Regions from separate parts of the Ovis aries genome. Here region 1 is linked to region 2. Evidence: chromatin contacts called from public Hi-C data. All regions are on one chromosome and are shown on one strand. Each heading gives the region's core, a stretch centred on a gene start, on an enhancer-like site or on the middle of the called end of the contact. The rest is flanking DNA. Distances are from core to core; before and after follow the strand shown.

Evidence for each region. Hi-C and Micro-C count contacts between places; a contact is called where the count stands out from the background.
Region 1: a contact with region 2 is called in a Hi-C map of tail adipose tissue, with 1.8 times the contacts expected there. The contact joins the promoter of MDFIC here to the enhancer-like site in region 2. A contact is called at or near these places in 5 of 16 Hi-C or Micro-C datasets (omental adipose tissue, retroperitoneal adipose tissue, skin fibroblasts and 1 more).

What each region holds. Positions count from the first base shown.
Region 1 is chr4:55,080,482-55,084,799 of ARS-UI_Ramb_v3.0, forward strand. MDFIC (MyoD family inhibitor domain containing) reads right to left here and starts at 1,969. Exons shown (of 5, transcript XM_042248573.1): 1 at 1,631-1,969; 2 at 1,159-1,347. The coding sequence starts at 1,243.
Region 2 is chr4:54,994,277-54,998,261 of ARS-UI_Ramb_v3.0, forward strand. The region is part of intron 4 of MDFIC (MyoD family inhibitor domain containing); the gene reads right to left. Among named protein-coding and RNA genes, the nearest start is that of MDFIC, 86 kb to the right of the region's middle. Within about 2 kb of position 2,260, at least 27 of the 54 cell types and tissues checked have an H3K27ac peak or open chromatin away from gene starts, as enhancers often do. A contact at or near this core is called in tail adipose tissue, where this site is marked.

The DNA.
Region 1 (4,318 bases), core at 719-3,218, 86 kb after region 2:
ATGACAAGAAAACAATTGCCTTGGCAATATAATGTGCAGAACATGGGCTGCTTCTGGGAAAACATGTTTATCATTCTAGTTCTGATTTTCTCTATTTAGGAAAAATGACTCACTGTTTAGAAGCAAAAAAACAACGATAAACATAATTCAATTTAACAGCCTTTGAATGCCAGGACATTTTAATTTAGCCATGGATGTTTTCTGCTTTTACCTAATGTGGGTTCAACACTAACTTCTCTTCCACTTTTTACTGCTTTAACAAAAAGAATCCCAAGAAGCTCATGACATTATTCTTAAGGCTGGGGGGCTGGGAGGGTATCAGGCTTGAAATCAAGATTTAAAAATAGGTTTCTGAACCCTGGAAAATTATTTAGTTTATATGAGTCAGAACCCTTTAAAGCAGAGTCACACTAAGAGGAAGATACATAGGATTAAGATCCTTTCTCTCTGTCGCCAACATGAAGTATGTTACCTTCAAGAGAAGATCCTGTCTGATTTGTGTATAAGCTTCTTGTGGAAGTTCCCCAGGAACAGGAGTACTTATTTTTTTTTTTTTTTACAGACTGTATTTGTTTATAACTTGGATGAACACAAAGAGCTAATTCATTCTTGGAAAACATTTCTTTTGAAGCCTGTTTATTTCAAAACAAAAACAGCTATTGAAAGCATATGCATGAGCCATTCCAAAGCAACTGGTCACAGAAACCTGGATTATCAAAGCTGCAGAGGAGCCCACAAGAAATAGAAAGATGAAGGGAGAGTGCAGGTTTCTCAAAGAGCAGCGGCAGTCCTGGATCTGCTGAAGACACAGAACTTAAGTGGTGGGGAAGCGCTTCGGAGCCCACACTGTTGGGTCTTGGGCCCTGAAATGCATATGTTTAAGAAAGTAGTGATCCTGTACACATCCAGTTTCTCGGCAGCCAAAGAAGGGGGAGTGGAGAGATCAGCGGATCCCGCCCTCTTATCCGGTTGTTGATCTGAGGCTGCGATCCTGGAGAACTTGATTGAATAATGCTAACTATGCAAAAGTTCACTACGACGAGGTAGGCTCAGTCCTTGCACCAATTCCCCACACACAGATTCCAAGCAGTAAATGTGCGAACACATTTTAAAATGCAACAGTGACAAAGGAGCTCGCAACTTGCAAGCGACACTCACCCTGGGCTGGGGCGCCCAGCCGGCCACCGCCAGCCTCAGCCCCGCGCTGGGGCCCGGGAGCCAGGGCTTCGCCCGCGCCGGACATGGGCCGCTCCACTGAGCCCTCGCCGCGCCTCCGCCTAGCTCGCCGCCCTTCGGGGTCGATGCACCAGGGGCTGGGAGGTGTTGGGTGCTGGGAACTGAATGCTTCTGGCGAGGATTGGGAAAAAAAAAAAATGTTTTGAGAGAAGAGCACACCACCCCTGCGGGACATTCCCTCCCCCTCTGCTTCCCTTCCCCAAACCCCACCCCGGGGAAGTTTTGATTTGAAACCCGGGAGGAAAACTGTTACCCAGCAAGTTGACAGCAGTGAGTCCTAGCAGACAGAAGGGGGGCACTCAAGGGGGAGGCGCTGGAAGGGAGATCTGATTTGGGAGCAGCTCGGGGAGGGGATCAGACCCCTCCTCCTCCCGCCAAGAGCATCACCACCTACCTCGGCATCCCCCCAACACACTCAAAGCCCTTTCCTCCTCCTCCTCCTCCTCCTCCTCTTCCGCCTCGGAAAGTTAGCGAGGCTCCGGCAGGGGCCGCAGGTCGCGGTGGCTTGACGGCGGCAGGCAGCCGCCTCTGGGTGTCCCTCCCAGCCTCCGTCCCGCTCAGCAGACACCTCAGTGGCGGCAACGGCAGCAGCCGCTCCTCTGACTCCGTGCTCTCCGCCCCCTCTTTACAGTCAGCTCAGCCCGGCCGGTTCCCCTCCGAGGGGACTCTTGCCCCTTTGCCTCTCTTTCCCCCTTCCACCACTCCTGCACTCCAGAAACACTTCTCGCTCTGTGGCGCCTTTTCATCATATCCGGATCAGAGAGGCCTTGAACTCTTGGCTCTCTGCCCCGAGGCTGGGGGCGGTGCGACCCGGGCTCGGCCTCCGGGTGCCTCACGCCTGGCTCTGTCTGGGTCAGGAGGCCAAAGCCCTACGGGGTTGGCGCTGGGCGGGGTGGGGTGGGAGTGTCTTCCCGGGGGAAGGAGGGAGTTGGCTATTCCCTGGCTGCCCAAGAGTGCCCCCCACTCAGAGAGTCACCTCATCCCTCTCCCCACTCCTGGCCCAGACCCACTGACATTATGGGAATGCCTTGAAGGAAGTAGAAGCCTTCAGGGTGGACAATGCCAAATGAAAAAGTATCACTTTCCTGATAGAATACAGAAAGAGCAGTTTTGAAACCCTGACCCCTAGCAGAGCGATTAATCTCTTCATCTCTGGCTCTGAAGAAGTCTTTATTCTGTTTTTCAGTTCTTTGTTTATGTTGGTCAAACAGGATCCCAGACAGGAAAAACCTGTTGCAGCTGCCAGAAGACTCAAGAGGCATCCAGGAAAAGGGTGACACCCTTGAGGATGCTCTGGCCCTGGTCTCAAACCGCGGCTATATCAGGGCAAGTATCTCCTCCACAGATGACTTCTGTGGGGAGATAAACTTGTGGTCAGAAGTAAAAAGCTGACAACTCTCCATTTATAAAGGAGATGTTCTGATTGCAGTTTAATCTGATGAGCCAAGAATAACATCTATAAAATAATTTGCAGATACAGTGTACTTCAGATAACTATTGCTCTTTATTCGTTGCGAGTGAAATGCAAAATTTGTAGAAAGCTAGAATAAATTCATTCCCTGACTCTTTAGGACAAGAGTAATTTACAGTAATGTTATCAAAATTGGAGAAGATGCACGTTGGACACATCTTCCTTCTAGGGGTAGCAATAATATCCCAGGAATTTCATCTCTTCAAGAAACCAACTGGAATTGGTTCCAATTGATTAAGAAGACGTATTACTTGCCTATGAACAATCAGTATAGCCAAACTTACTTTCAATTAAACCTGAAAAATTGTCTTTGAAATTTCTGATGACAGTTATTGAAACCATATTCTGCCCCAAAAGGCGGATGACATTCTGCCCAATAACCTATGACTAATAAATGCTTTTATTATTTTTAAGTTTAGAGATTTCAGGAATGGTGTGTGTAAAAGTACCTGAACTGAAAAATTTGTCTGGAGGCCTGGACTGTTTGAAGTCCACTTGATGCAAACAGATCAATTCTGAGGGCAACTGCATTACCATTAGAGAGCAAACACTGAGGAAACTTGGTATCTAGATTCTATTCTATCCCTATTTTATTTATTTCTCTGTCTTTTAAAAAATACCCTCATTAAGGTGTTAAACTCCATGAATACTTACGAAACTATAGCACTCTTCTAGAAAGTCATAGTCAGTGATAACTATTTGTTACTTTAATTGCACACAGTACTTAATGTTGCACACACGGTAGGTGTTTCAATTAAAAACTCCTTGAATTGAATTTAAACACCTTACCCTCTAATGGGAAAGAAATTCAAATAAAAATATTAGGAACAAAGGAGACTCTACGTGGTAGAATCACCAAAACAGTCCAATACTGTATCTTGCTCAGTAAGACTTTGAGTAAGTCAGTCAACCTCTCTGTGTCTTGGTTGCCTCATAAATGAGACTATTAAGGTACCCCTTCATAGGTCCCATATGGACTAAATAAGATAATTTTCAGGAGATTATCAGATACGAGGAAAATACTCAAAATATTAACTGTTACTATCAGCAGAAGCATGTTACTGAGTAATGCTGAACTTGGCATAATGATGTCACAAGGGCCACATCAAAATAACAGGTGACCGTGCCTGGTGTACATGTGCAGTCTATACACAAGCGGTCTCAAAGACTTCTTGACATCAGCCCTTTCAGTACCTTGTCAGGCTTACACTGCTAGGATTTACAGTTCAAGGCTAACTGAAAGTCTATCTTATGTCTTTAGGTAAACTCAGGTCTTCCTCCATACGCCTTGTGTTTGACACCCAGGAACTGAGCGTGGACTCCCCAGTGTTCATCAGACAGTCTACTTACCCAGTCCCTTGCTCTATTTGTTCAGTCATCTGTCTCAATACTTAGCTTAGTTCCTAAAGAGCACTACAGTGCCCTTATCCTCTCATTCTTTTATTCAGTAATATGTATGGGGGGGGTGGGGACTGTCATGGGTGAAGATAATCAATGTGGCCACTGCCTTCAATGAAGCTCACAGTCTAGAAGGAAATATGGATATATAACCACTTAATAACAGCTGCTGATTGGGACAATAAGGAAGTTCTGGAATACCATGGTAGTACT
Region 2 (3,985 bases), core at 1,010-3,509:
AAGCATAGGCAGCCAAGACAGAGATGGTGTCTCAATCAAAGTAATCTAAATTTAAAACTTTAAAATTAACGTATGAACAGGAGCAATGTAGAGAGTAAATAGGAACTCTACTGGTATACAGTCATGACAGATTTTTAAAAAATAAGCTTTTTTTGCAGATATTAAAACTTACAAAAATAGTTATCCTATCCTGCCTAATTTACTGGAAAAGCACTTTGGGCTGCTCTGAAAAATCAAATCTGAATAAGCCACAATTCAAAATTCATTTCAGAGATTAAAGTGACATTAGCAAGGTGCATTCATAGAGACATCTACCAAAACCACATCCATTTTCTGTACTTTATAAGTAGAAAAATACTCAGATATAACAACAAAGAAGGAACAAGCCAAAAAACGAATCCCTAAATCCTATCAAATCAGTGTAATAACCTGATTTGTATTCCTTGCCAAAAGGATTTTTCTTTCCAGTTGTGTTCTGGAAAGGGTAGTTTGATTGTGACTGGAGGTAATGAAAAGGTTAAAATAATCTAAGAAGAAATAGCAGTTATAGTTTACCACCCCTCTCATCCCCAGGGGGATGGAAAATCATAAAAGGCATTAAGTTGTTGGTTTTATTTGAAGCAAAGAGAGGATTATAAGAATTAACAAACTAAGAAGACTTAAATGGAGAAACAAACTAAAAAAGATGAGTCCTCTGCATCCATGTAGTTCACTGTGAGAAATAATTGTTTTTCCCCCTGTTCTTGTGGTTTTTCATTTTTATGGTTTTATTCGGTCATATTTGTAGTTTTTTGCCAAAAGCGTTTAACCTTTGAGAAGCCAACTAGGTTCTGGGAAGGATGCCTTTTCCAAACTGGGCCCAAAAGAATTGCACAATTCAGTGTATTACTGAGAGGAGAATTCAGCACAAGACTGACAGCTACTGTAAATTTAGGAAAACAAAGAAACACATCAGCAGCTAAGGAGCTAAAAAGAAAGCATAAAAGGAAATCTTTGGCACAGTGTTTGATTAAAAAAAAAAAAGCTATTACAGATTACTTGCAGACACAAACCCAAACAAAATCTTTGAGTCCTCTGGAAGGTCATCAATGTTAAATCCATGCAGCTGGCATATCTGGCAAGGGTCTGTTATAGCTTCCCAATGCCATGAAGGTAACAACTGAACCTTATTTAAACAGCATCTTAGATGACTATTGGAAATATCTGTGACTGATTTGAGGCTCTTTGCTCTCTTTAAAATGAGACTGAGATTTATTTTAAAATGAGATTTATTTTTGTAAGGATACATGAGTTTAATAATAAAATTATCCCAAATTGATTTACCCAAATCATTGGTGGCCCGAAATACTAGGCAAATGGGGTCGCACAGAGTTGGACACAACTGAAGTGACTTAGCAGCAGCAGCAGCATGAGAAAAGCAATTTGTTTTAGTGAAAGGAACCCAAAGAGCCATCAGAAAACTCTGCACAGTAAACTCAGCTGTATTCTTAATAAGTCTATTTTTTTAGTTTCCTTCTTTTAAGATGTGGTATGACAGGTGCTTTGAATTTCTTGGAACAAAGACACCAAACAGCAGAGTACAGGGAAGGGCAAAGAACAGTGAATTCTGAGAATAACCCACAACCCATTTTTGAGCAAAGGCAGGTCTGTATGTGTCTTATCTTGAGTAATCTCTAATAACATTTCCTATGACTGAAAATGCTTGAAACTACTTTCTTAATCAGGTCTCCATCATGTAAACTATATACAAAGAAACGGGTTCATTATTTTTTTTCCAATAGGCCAATGATATGCCAAGGAGCAAATGCAGATTGAAACATGAGCAGTCAGTTATGTGTAATTACTAATTCAGGAAACTGTATTGTGATCAAACCTGACTCTAGCTTTACAATCAGAGAACCCACAGGTGACTCCTGCTGAGGCTCACATGCACCCTGGGACAAAGAGCGACTCACCACGCAGGGTAAGAGGCATTCCTCTACCCAGATACTGCTTTGCTCCAACTGTTTCTCAATAAAATCCAAAAGCAGGCTGAAAGTGGGTTTTGGTCATCCTGAATTGCAGCCAGGATGGCTAAGTTAGTATCTGGCCTCTGTGAAAGTCAGCTGTGAGGGATGAGACACAGACATCTCTAGGGAGTTCCGCTCTTCAAGTGATTGTGGGGGCAGGAAATATTTACTAAGACGGTACGGTAGCTCAGCTCTAAGGAGCTGTGTGTCTTCAAGCCAGAGGACGCACGGCATTCTGGCCTATGGCCCTAGAATGACCTGCTGCTTGCATAAATTGGCCTGAAGTACGCCTCCCACACAGAGCCCTCTGGCACACTGCTGTCCCAGCGAGGCCATGCATCTTAGCCAAAACACAGTCAAGATTTTCCTAGTAGGGAAGAAAGTGAGATAGGTCAGGAGGTAAAAGAAAGAGAGCAAGTTACGTTTTCCACTGCAGCATCAAGACCACACTTAGAGAAACAACAATAACCTTTACTATTATCTTTCCTCTAAATGAACTCAAAAGAACTGGAGCAAAAACAGCACCATTCTCCCCCACCCCACAGAGAGACTCCTTGATCATTTTCCTAACACGTGTCCAAGTCCTGGAGTCCCTTTTCCTCCTATGGGAAGTGCATTCATATTTTAAATTACATAAGTGGAGAGCAGTTTTTTTTTTTTTTAATTCTCTGCTTTGTTGATCCTGCTGCTTGATTTGCAGCTGATTGATCAAAATATTCCAAATTCTCAGGAAAATTTGATCCAGTGATTGTTGGTCATGACTTAACTGTAACCCTGATTCAAGCAGTTCTTTCTAGAGTCACCTTTTATAAAGTCTAAGAAGGAAACAAAAAGTGAAACAAAGTTTCCTAGGAGCTTTAGAGAGAAATCTGTCAGGGAGTAACATGCTGAGTTAGTAGAAGTGTTTAATTTAAAACACATTAGAAGAAAAGTATGTGGGCAGTGACGCAGCAAAAGAAAAGTGAAAAAATATCAATGGTGCAAGTATTATTTATATTAGTTTATTGAATCTCTATATTTAAAATCATATATTTGATAGCTGGTAATAAGTTACTGTTAGCAAAGGGTTAAGATAAGGATTAAAAGAGACAATGTATACAAAGTACTCAGTAAAGAATTTTTCATGTAAGTACTTAATAAATATTATTACTGCAATAACAATGATGACGATGGTACAATATTTATTCTAGAGAGGCTACAACTCTCTACCTTTCAATGTATTCTTCACTCTGATTACCACACCAAAATAGAGCCATTCTATTTTAACCTAAGGAGGTTTATTAAAGGCTCTGTTCTTAGTTCAAATACTTAAAAAAGAGACTCAAGAAGGCAATTCTAAGAGAATTTGCAGAAGAGTGGAGCAGAAATCTGCCTGGAAAGATTTAGTCAATCTTGTGTGTTTGGCTACAGCAGGAGATTTAAAAATAATAATCTTTTCCCATATTTAAACTATTATCCATTTATTTTCTCAGGAAGCTAGAAAGCAAAGACAGTAAAACCATACTTGAACCTACTCAGTGCTGACTTTATTAGTTGGCCAGTTGAAATATCTCCAATCCAAAAAGTTTAATTAGTAGGAAGGTTGACTTTAACTTTTGGATAACAAAATCTACTTTAGATCTTAAAAGCATTTTCCTAGAAAGAATCACTACATAAACAGTCTGCTAAAGTTGGTCACAATATTATCTATTTTTAGGACAAAAAATAAGTATAAGAAAATATATATTTGCATAAAAATGATGTAAGAAATCTCTCCCCAAAGCTTAATATTTTCCCATTTTTATTTTTGCCACTGTGTTTATTTTACAATTTACCTTTCAGCCTCACATTTTCTGATTTGTGCTTGTTTAAATATTGTGCCAAGGTATATAATGAAAAAGAATCAGCATTTTTTTTTTAAGCCATGTGGGTCTCCTACTTGGGTTATCTTATAAATGGTGATAATAATATAAACAGTAAACAGTAAAATAACACTT